2 separate regions of the Zea mays genome follow, and region 2 is linked to region 1. The links are chromatin contacts, called in public Hi-C maps. All regions are on one chromosome and are shown on one strand. Each heading gives the region's core, a stretch centred on a gene start, on an enhancer-like site or on the middle of the called end of the contact. The rest is flanking DNA. Distances are from core to core; before and after follow the strand shown.

What was found. Hi-C and Micro-C count contacts between places; a contact is called where the count stands out from the background.
Region 2: a Hi-C map of leaf shows a contact between it and region 1, with 6 times the contacts expected there. The contact joins the enhancer-like site here to the promoter of LOC100192857 in region 1. A contact is called at or near these places in 13 of 25 Hi-C or Micro-C datasets (bundle sheath, ear, leaf and 3 more) and 1 of 3 datasets of contacts at active chromatin or transcription factors (seedling).

Annotation. Positions count from the first base shown.
Region 1 is chr1:32,506,168-32,511,732 of Zm-B73-REFERENCE-NAM-5.0, forward strand. It overlaps LOC100192857, which reads left to right and starts at 2,975. Exons shown (of 3, transcript NM_001138046.2): 1 at 2,975-3,287; 2 at 5,131-5,437; 3 at 5,530-5,565. The coding sequence starts at 3,207.
Region 2 is chr1:32,624,056-32,629,467 of Zm-B73-REFERENCE-NAM-5.0, forward strand. It overlaps LOC109939201 (a long non-coding RNA gene), which reads right to left. Exons shown (of 6, transcript XR_002265657.2): 5 at 1,077-1,176; 6 at 637-981. Among protein-coding and RNA genes, the nearest start is that of LOC109939201, 10 kb to the right of the region's middle. Within about 2 kb of position 1,661, at least 18 of the 20 cell types and tissues checked have an H3K27ac peak or open chromatin away from gene starts, as enhancers often do. A contact at or near this core is called in bundle sheath, ear, leaf and 4 more, where this site is marked.

The sequences.
Region 1 (5,565 bases), core at 1,725-4,224:
CCACGCGCGGCCCCGTCGACTCCAGCTCGATTCGCCAACCCCGCCCTCGTCTACCATCGCCGCGGCCACGCCACCACCTCGGCGCCCCCCGACTCGAGCCCGTCCACGAGCGCGGCCCGATTCGCCGACCCCGCCGTCGTCTATCACCGCCGTGAGCCGGCCCCACCAGCCGCTCCCGACGTCCCGGCGGTTCACTCCGAGTCGTCTGTATACCACCCGGTCGTCATCCACCGCGACCCCAGGCACGTCCACCCGATGGTGACTCGGCGCGCTGCTGGCGTTCTCCGCCCCGTCGACCGACTTATCCTGGCAGCTGCTACGACTAGCACTCCACCCGACGCTTCCCCGGTACCCTCCTCCGTTCGCACTGCCCTCACCGACCCACATTGGCGTCGTGCTATGGAGGAGGAGTACGCGGCCCTCTTGGCCAACCACACCTGGGACCTGGTGCCGCGTCCACCAGGCACCAACGTGGTCACCGGCAAGTGGCTATTTCGCCACAAGCTGACCTCGGACGGCTCCCTCGACCGCTACAAGGCCCGGTGGATCCTTCGGGGCTTCACCCAGCGCCCCGGAGTGGACATCCTGGAGCGGGCTGGCATGTCTGACTGCAAGCCCTGCTCCACGCCTGTCGACACTCAGGCGAAGCTCTCTGAGGACGACGGGCCTCCGGTCGCCGACGCGACGTCCTACCGGAGATTCACTGGCGCGCTCCAGTACCTCACGTTCTCCAGGCCCGACATCGCTTACGCTGTCCAGCAGGTGTGCCTGCACATGCACACTCCGCGGGAGCCCCATCTCACTGCGCTCAAGCGGATTCTTCGCTACCTCCGCGGCTCCCTCGACTACGGCCTCCTACTCCGCCCATCCCCGACGTCGGAGCTCGTGGTCTACACCGACGCTGACTGGGCTGGCTGTCCCGACACGCGCCGGTCCACCTCCGGCTACGCCGTGTTCCTGGGCGCCAACCTCGTCTCTTGGGCCGCCAAGAGGCAGCCCGTCGTCTCTCGCTCCAGCGCTGAGGCCGAGTACCACGCCGTGGCCAACGGTGTGGCCGAGGCCTCCTGGCTGCGCCAGCTCCTCCACGAGCTCCACAGTCCTCTTCAGCGCGCCACACTCGTCTACTGCGACAACGTCAGTGCGGTCTACCTCTCCACCAACCCCGTGCAGCATCAGCGCACGAAGCACGTAGAGATCGACCTTCACTTCGTCCGCGAGCGTGTCGCTGCCGGTGACGTTCGGGTTCTCAGCGTCCCCACCACGCTGCAGTTCGCCGACATCTTCACCAAGGGACTGCCGTCGAGCGTATTTCTAGACTTTCGATCCAGTCTCAACATCTGTACATGATAGAGTTGTGACTGCGGGGGGGTGTTAGACTACCCGTCTAGGAGTCTAGGGTTTGGGTTGTAATTACCGTCTCACCCCTCACTGTAATGGGCCTGGCCCAGTTACTTCTCTATTAATACTACTCCCCATCCCTGGTTAAGGTATGGGCACATATTCCAACACTATAGAGTAAATTTTTAAGTGAGGGTTTCAAATTAGTCTGCGTGATATTTGAGTCGTTGGAGAACAGGCCCTGTAATTTTTAGCTCTTGGTCTCGCGCACATGATAAATTCTTCTGTACCACTTGCGTGCGACTAGCCGCCTAGCGAATCGCGATTCGTTCGGCACCGCAGATCCTCACTAGAGATGGCAATGGGTAAATACCCACCGGGTATTACTACCCCATACCCATACCCACGACACAAAAATAACCCCATCGGGTCACCCATATACACTGGCGGGTATGGATTTACCCCCATACCCATACCCATGTGGGTATGGGTCACCCATCGGGTCACCCGTACCCACGAAAATTAAACAACTATCAAAAAATTATATTATACAAATGGCAAGTATATCCATATAAATACCATTACAAAATTTTCTAGCATCATTTAACCATCCATTCAACACACCAAAGATAATTGGATAAACTAGTAACACTATGATAGTACTACATAGCACATTACATGTTCCATTACATGGTCATTAAATTGTTGTTAAATAGTAAAAAAGTTGGATGACTAAAGTCCAAGTTCATGCTTCGGATAAGTTTATATTGGGTATTTTAAACCCACGGGTTAACGGGTATGGGTGAAGGCGGAACGTTCTAATACCCGTTTACCCATTGGGTAAAGATTTTTGCCCAATAACATACCCACGGGTAGAATATTTAGCCCATATACATACCCTAATGGAGTAAATACCCATCGGGTATCGGGTCGCGGGTACCCATTGCCATCTCTAATCCTCACCACCCACGTGTGCTGATCCGTGATTGCGGGTTGGCGACGGTTCTAGGGGCCTGTTTGGTTCAGCTTTTTTCTGACTAGCTTTTCTGAAAATCTGGCTGTGGGGAGAATCTGGCTGTAGGGAGAATCTGGGTATCATTACGATTACCTGTGGAGGAAGATAAAGTTGTTCATAAGGCGCATGATCTAGAAAGTGACGGATTCCTACTATTACAACGACTCAACCGATTATGTGTTTATGTTGATTTTGGATGGTTTTTGCCCCCAACGAATTTTGTAGAAGCTGGCTGAAAAGCTGAGCGTTTGGCAGTCCGCAGCAGCTTTTGGTGGCCAGAAGCTGCCAGAAGCCGAAACAAACATGGCCTAGGTCGGTTCAGCGCAGTGGGCCCAGATTCACGTTTCGTGCGCCCCTGCCCCCGGGCCCCGGCCGGTTCCTGCAAGCGGGACCCACACGCTCCTAACCTAGCTCAACCCGTGACGCGGAGGTGCAGCGCACGCACATAGATCTGTACCACTGACATAACGTCCCACCACCGACCTGTGCCATGCTGTCAGGGACTCCGTCCCGGAAAAACGGATACGGACCCGCTAGTTCCCCTCACTAGTCGGCCTCCTCTCGCCCGGCTTTAAATAGCGGTCTATCCCTTACCTAGGAAGCCTTTTAGTTTCCTTCTCCCACCGCGGCCCCGGAAAATTTCCCCCTTCCCCGTAGCGAAACCCTAGCCGCCGCGCCAAAACCAAATCCCGCCACGCCCGAAAATTTCCGGTGGTTTCCTTGCCGCGAATCGATCGATTCCGAGCGATTCGGTTGATTTGATCGATTTCGGGTGCTTCGCGATTGATTAGGCCGGCAAAGCCGCCAATCCTTGTGATCTCTCGAAGGGGTAGAGCGCGGTCGACCGTCGGTCATGTCGAGGTGCTTCCCCTACCCGCCGCCTGTGTACTTGGGAAACCCAGTGGCCGTGGCCGAGGCGGAGTCGACCGCTAAGGTTTGTTGAACCTTCGGATTTACACACGCACACCGGATCGTTTGTTCTTCCTGGTTGTTGCTGCTAGGATCTGTGGGTTGTGCGTGTGTGATTTGGGTATCGCACGTGCTGGGAAAGCTAACCTGCTTGTTCGGTTCTACCCCAATCCATATGGATTGTGGAGGTTTTAATCTCTATTAAGTCAAAATCTCTCACAATCCGTATCAATCCCCTCCAATCCATATGGATTGAAAATAACCGAACAAGCCCTGAGTCGGAGCCCGGAGTCAGAGGGAAGTGTCTGAATTCTGTGTAGCTTAGCTACTCGATCTCATTCAGATCGATTTAAAATTTTAAGTTGGATGGCCGCTAGTCGAGATTTATTGAGTCCGATTTTCGAATATTCGTCCTGTGTAGCTTAGCTACACGATGACATTCAGATCGATTTAAAATTTTAAGCTGGATGACCGCTAGTCCAGATTAATTAAGTCCGATTTTCGAATTCTGGACCTGTGTAGCTTAGCTACTCGATGCCATTCAGATCGATTTAAAAATTTAAGTTGGATGGCACCTATTAGAGATTGATTAAGACCGATTTTTGAATACTGGTTGCATGATTATCAGGAACATTGAAAGAATGCTAGGACAAGAAATTTGATTCGACACTGTTGTATCTCACATTTAGCCGCCCTAGCATTACATCGGCGTGAGCTGGAGGGATCTGTTATGGCCAAATTTGCATGGTTAGAATATGACGCATGGGTGCTTTTGTGACTGTTTAATTAGATGTTGCACAAAATTTTCTGTGTAAATAGTGGGGGATGAAAATGGATACTTATTTGGATATTTATTTATTTTTCTTTGATTGCGAATAAATAAGATATATAATCTTCTATGCAAATTTGTATTTTTTGTTTTTGCCATTGAGCCTGTAAAGATTAATAAAAGGTAAATCTTATTTGTATCATATATTTTCTCAAATGATAGGTATGAAATTCGGATACATATAAAAATATGGAATCAGATATTTTCTTTTCATCTTTTTTGCTGTAAGGAGCGAAAAATGCATAAAACAATTTATACAAATTTTATTCTAATTATAATTATGTGTTTGATAACATAAGAAAAGATCATCATGAAATTTCATACATATCTATTTTAAAATATTAAATTTGTCTAAACAATTTGGATATCCACTTTCATCCCTAAGTGTGTGTATGTCAATTCTTAGTTGAATTTTAAATTAATTTTTATACAATATCATATTTTGGTAAAAGGATCGGTTGCCATGTTGTGCTGTTCTTTTTGTGTTCCTTAGCACGGGGTAGCATTAGTATTTGACGCCCTTTTGTGTTGTTGGAAAGACAAATTAGTTTGAATGGGAATTACATATCTTGTTTTACTGTTTTAGGGTTCCTTCTTTGCTACTGTGCTCCTGTGGGTCGGTACTGCATTTATGTTTCTTTTTTTTTTCTGGTCTGATGTAATTTGTGCCACTATTCTGTTGGCAAAGGAGTTCAGGATTATTTTGGCCGTGTATAGCAATAGCAACTGACACCTTTTGTGTTCATTGAAAGTTTTTGTTCTAGAGTGTGCAGTGTTGCAGGTCTTAACTGTTGTCAAGAAAGTAATGTGTTCAACATGATTGTAAACTGAATGCAATTCTTTGGCTAACTGTGTAATTATAAGTCAATGATAATTGAACAATCTTTGTGAAGCATCACTGTCTGAACTGTGCAAATGCTACAACCATTTCTTGTGTCCTTGTAAATATCAAAATTCATATATTGCAAAAATACTGCATTGCATCCCGTCGTCTGTTCTAAATCAGAATTGACGATTGCTCTGGTGGCTGAAGCTTCAGAAAGAAAGGGAAAGGGCTCACAAGAAGAAAGATAAAAGGAGTGACAAGAAAGCTCCCCAACTGGGTGAGACGTCCAAACATTCAAAGCACAACCATAAGAAGAGAAAGCTCGAAGATGTCAGCACAGGTGATCAGGAGCCCAAAAAAGTATTCAAAGAATCAGCTGAGCTATTGGAGAAGAGTGGACTCTCAGAAGAGCATGGAGCTCCTTGTTTTGTACAGATGTTTCGTGACTCTCCTGAGAGCTCGCAGGACAGCAGCAAGAGAAGAAAGGCTGTCCTGCCCAGTCCCAGCCAAGCTAAGAATGGTGAAACTGTTTTCTTGTTTTTTATTTTGTTTTTGAGTAGATACCAATCACTTGTTTCAGGATTTTATTCACACAAACTTGTCATTTTACAGGTAACATCATTCGCATCAAGCTAAAAAGTAACCAAG
Region 2 (5,412 bases), core at 411-2,910, 120 kb after region 1:
CACGAGTGGTCAATGGCATGCAAGTGAGCCGAACGCACGAATATGTCTGCGCGCGCGTCCAGTTGACTAGCGAGTACCACATGTAAGTGCCATCAGAAAAAGGAAAGGGGACAGAGTGGGCCTATGTGGGTGAGAGTAAGTTGGGCCTGGGGCAATTCGGCCCACGGGGTGGTTTTGCCTTTTCTTTTTTCCATTTTATTTGCTCTTTCATTCATATTTTCAAATTCCAAATTCAAGCAAGATTCATATTTTAGATTTAAACTAAAACACAACAACCAAAATATCCAGCATGATGCAATATATTTATAGATATACTTTTTACACTAATTATTTTCTTGCTTTATTTAGGCAAGTGTTTCGTATATGAAATACACACAAATAAGTTTGAATGTGAGACGAAAGTTAAAAGTTTAATTCAAATAAATATTCATTTTACTTTATGAAAATCAATGTCCAATGTAAAGAATTACTTTAAGTCGTATATATTTCTTTATAAGTATTTCTAATTATATAGTTTATTCAAAGAGTAATTCAAGTCTTATGATGATTATTTTATTCCATCTTCTCTTAGAAAACACTTTTATTTAGTTCTCGAGATGAATTTTCTATAGATCCCAAAAATAGGATTTTTGGGTGTTACAACAATAATATTGTCCATCTATTTATAAGACCGGGCCGGTATACAACTTGGGATGAAACTACCGCTCTGCCAGCCATACTACACAATAACACTTCTCAATTAATTAAGTACAATTTGGTCTTTTTATATCTACGTCGTATCATGTAGAACTTCCCTTGTTGGAGTCCACCTTGGGCCTCCTTCGCTAGAAGACGATATGGAAAGCTTCTAAGGTTTAATTCTGCTTCCTTGGGATCCTCGCCATCTTCGGCTTTAGAGCTCGCATGAAGGCGTCTTCTTTACTTTGTCTTTGAGGCTTTTCTTATCCCTTGGCTTTTAACTGTATTAATCCGAGAAAACATCTAAACGACGGTTTTATAGATATTTGGTTAGAGACCTAACACGATATTTTATATTTTTTTAGGACGAAGAAAGAGTATACAGAGTATATATATACCGGCTGTTCGTAGAGTCCATTTCAGATTTTGTGCTGTCTCCAGCATGATCCTTGATTCAGTCCGATCAGCATCAGGAGTTATGATCCTTGCACCCACCGACTGAAAACGCCATAAAATACGGTTGAATCGGTCGTTCGCAAGAATGGGACGAGAGAATGCAAGATTCCGGCTGTTTTATGTCAGACCATCACCACTTCGTCCGGTCCGGGCATGGGCAATGGCGATGTGAGTAGCAGAAAGCATGCAGAGCATGTCTCACAAGCTCGCCGTAGCTTCTTCCTCCACAGCCCATATAGCGACGCGGGCCGGCCATTGTATTTAGGGCACGTAGAGTAATTAATATCGGATTGTCTTGTCACTTTTGCTCTCCTCTCCAATAATCACAATACATGACAGGCGCAGGCGGTTTGGTCTGGTCGTTACCGGGGCGGGGGGAAAGGGGGCTGGAAAAAGTCCGTCGAGAAAACGATGGCCGGAGTGAGGGAGAAAAAAAAAAACAGGACGGCGCACCTGCACGCCCGCCACCTAATGTTTAGGCAGGCAGGCCGCCAATTATTGTATCGGGTGGCACATCGCGTGCGCCACGAGTGCTGCGTCGCAACGGATGGATGCCTCACGCCCATGGGCAGCGACGGGACGGCCTGACGCGCCCTCCGTCTGATCTGCCTGATCTCACCCAACCTGGCTGGTAGGTCGTCGTTACACAAAGGCACGGAGCATTGCTTCTGATGCAATTCTTAAGCCTTTCTTACCGATAGAAACGTCCGCGCGCGCACCGCTGGTCCATGAGGTCTTTTTTCCTTATGTGGCCGCTTCGCTTTCATTCTGTTGTGGTATCAAGAGATCAGATGGTGGAGAACCATACTGTGAAGTGCCTCTGCCTCCTAAACGTGTCTGGACTCTGAACTGACTACAACTCCTTGTGACGACGGACGGAATAATTAGTACTTGAATTGCACGGCAATAAACATGCTTCGAGCCTGAATTCCGGCAGCAACACGGGAGGATCTCTTTCCCTGCGTCTCAATGCCGCATCAGTGCGTAGCAGATGAGCTCACACTAAAATCTGCCGTCAGATACTAAGATTTGACCCAATAGTAGTGCAAGTTGTAATGAAACGACAACAAATACGCCAGTGAAAGGCACCGCTGATTCGTTCGTAGTAGCGTGACAGGTCAAATCAGAATACGTCGATTCCTGTCGCTGTTCTGTCATTATACAGGAGTAGTAGCTATTATTTATCGCCTTGCTGATTTCTTCCACTGGTTTCATCAACAGGAAGTGATGTCAGAAATGATTGACAAGCGCACAAAACAACCACTTGATTTCTCTGGACAATAATAAAATCTGGATGGCGTTCCAGCGTTCAGCTTCAACCAGGATCATCAATTTGATAGGGACATCAGGTTAGGGGGTTCGATTTTTTCTTTTCCTAATAATACTAACTGTATGAATCCCAATTATAACGCGCAGCGCATCATCTGTTGGCGTTGTTGCGCTCACAGTTGTTATGTTAGTGCTCGAGTATATATACATCGAGTGAAAAGTAGGTTTGGAAAGTTGCTGGATGATGGAAAGGATATGATGCACTAAAGAAGCGGATAAAACCAGGCAGCCAGCTATAAAAGATCCTAGTATAGCGTTATTAAGTGGTTGCTACATAGAACAAGGACAAGTGGGAGCTGACAAGGCAGTACCATGCTCCATTCATTCCCTAATATTTTTAGATAAAGGGTGTCTTGATCTCATAATTTCATTTGCGGGTGAAGATGTAGGTGCCAAATTTTACTTCAATAATAGGAACGCTCCGTGCCTCCGTACTTATTCGTTCAATGATCTGTGGCAATATCATATGATTGCTTACTTGCTAGTAAGTTTTCTAAAGTCTAAACACGCAAAGCATTACAAACATCTGTTGTGCCCATTTTTTTGTACCTAATCAAGGAATGCAAAATTAAGCTACGTTGGTAAGGTAGCATGATTTTGACAGGCATGAACTCGGAGCCTTAAATAAACTAATTGGCAATCATGAAAAACCTCAAAATTTAAATGAGCACACGAGAATCTTCAGAATGAAATAGGCACATAAAATAGACAGAGAACAGGAGTGTATGCCTTGGATTTCTGAAACAGATACTAGAAGATTTCTATGGTTTTTACTCCTACTAGTGCTAGTTTCCATCCCTGAGATGTTTTGTTATTATTAGAGAACTGCTTACGAAGCCAGTTGACGAAATCTCGTAACATTACTGTGGGCATCTTTGGAAGCGAATAGCGTGATTGGTTCACAGTATTTGTGATGAGAATATTACTTCTTTGATACATTGTAAGATCAGTTACAAGAGTGCCAACACGTCAACTGAATCTCCATGTGTGTTCTTTTCTAGTCAATTATTTTGTAAACTTATAACTGGTGAGCACATTTTTTTTTGTTAATTAGGAACCTTAGAGTGAATCAAGAATACTTGAAAATGACCAAAGAGTCGAATAGGATCAACGATTCAACTGGAACGTCTACAACACGAGGAAGTCCAAGCTCAACTTAGCTTCGACATCTATTTCTGTTTTCGACCTTCTTTATATGCATAGAAGGCTAAGGAAACTTAACTAGTCTCACTTCAAAATTCCTTCACAATCAACGAATATCATCGAAACACGTTAGTGTCCAAAAACTGACACAGTGCTGCGTCACCATCTTTTAATTTGTTGGGTCATGTATTATGTTAGAGTCTATCGAGGACGCATCCAGGGTCTTACAGGCCCTTATCCCTTAGATATTTAGTAGCCATAAATTTACAAACTAATATTGGATCCCTGCTTTATATGTTGTTCCTTCGATTTTGCCATAAATTTACGGTGAAGATGTGTATGATTCTGTTCCTTCATTTATTTGTTCTTTAAAATAGTAATATTGCAATGCAATTGTGCAATAATAAAAGAATTGAGGTGCGGCTACTACAGTTCACTAAAATAGAAAGAAAGTATAGTTTTCCTTACAGTCTGTTTAGCGGCAACGTATGCAAACTCCGTGCAAACCAACTAACGAAAGTCACAAAATTCTGGAAAAAAATATGGATATATTTATTTGCCCACTCTACCACTATATAAAATTCCAAAGTCAAATTCATCATATATTAAAAGATACAAAAGAGAAAATTCTAAGATAATTTCACTTTTTTGTATCTCGGAATTTTCTTTTTTTACCTCTTAACATATGATGGCTTTGAACCTGAAATTTTATACAGTGCTAGAGTAGGCAATGAAGTACATCTATAATTTTTTTAAGATTTTTTTGTGGCTTTTGTTAGCTGGTTTGCATGGAAACTTGGTTTGCACCTGATATGTTGCCCTGTTTGGCAGGGCTCCCAAATCAGCTTTGGCTCCTGCAGAAGCCCTTTCAAATGGTGCCAAAAAAACAGCTCTCAACGAAGAGTATTTAGAAGCCGGAGTCACTTTTGGGGGAGAAGTTGGAACTCAAAAATTGGCACCAAGCACCTCCTCCCCCCCACTCCCAGTCCTACCCCTCTCCCGCGCCACCTCTCCTCCCCATGCTCTGCCCTCTCCCACGCCTCGACCAACGTCGACCGCCCTACGTCCGACAACGTCTCCCCGCCCATCACCCACCGCTGTGGACTTGCGCCCGAATTACGTCGCCCCGTGCTCGTCGTTGCTTCCCCATCCAATGCCCGACGCGGTGGCCTCCACCGCACCCGCACCTTGGCCAGGCTATTAGTCATCAGTTTTTATAATTTGTCATAATCATGAATTATTTACACATTATTTATATGTACGTGCATGAGTGTTCGTGCAAATGGCTACACAGGGACACTAGACATGCGGTGCACCTACACCCGACCCAAAGTCCGAGTTTCTATTTCGACCCACGAGTGTCCCACACCCGACACGAAATTTGATTCATTCCTTATTTTGCGCCGTGATTCATGAATTTTGCACTTGACCCTAAAATGATTAAGACATAATAGTAATTATCTTGAAAAGGTAACTTGCCTTAATGATTCATGATTTTTTTCTTGCCGCTAGACGTGAGAAGGCTTAAGATCCATGGATATAACTCAATTATTGTTGGTTTTTAATTGTTTACAGCTGAATTATTGTTTGAAAGTGTTCATTAAGTAAAAATATGGGATGACTCAAAACTTGACGGGTTCATATGCGGGTTTAGAATTGCACCCGCAGGTTAGATCGTGGCCAAATTTTTGGTCCACCCGAGCCAGCTGCCATCCCTTGAGCCCCATGCAAAGCGGAGGTGAGGTCCTAGAGCAAGACACGGTTTTTGACAAATCCACTCTTCTTGGACTTAGGCAGGATTGGATC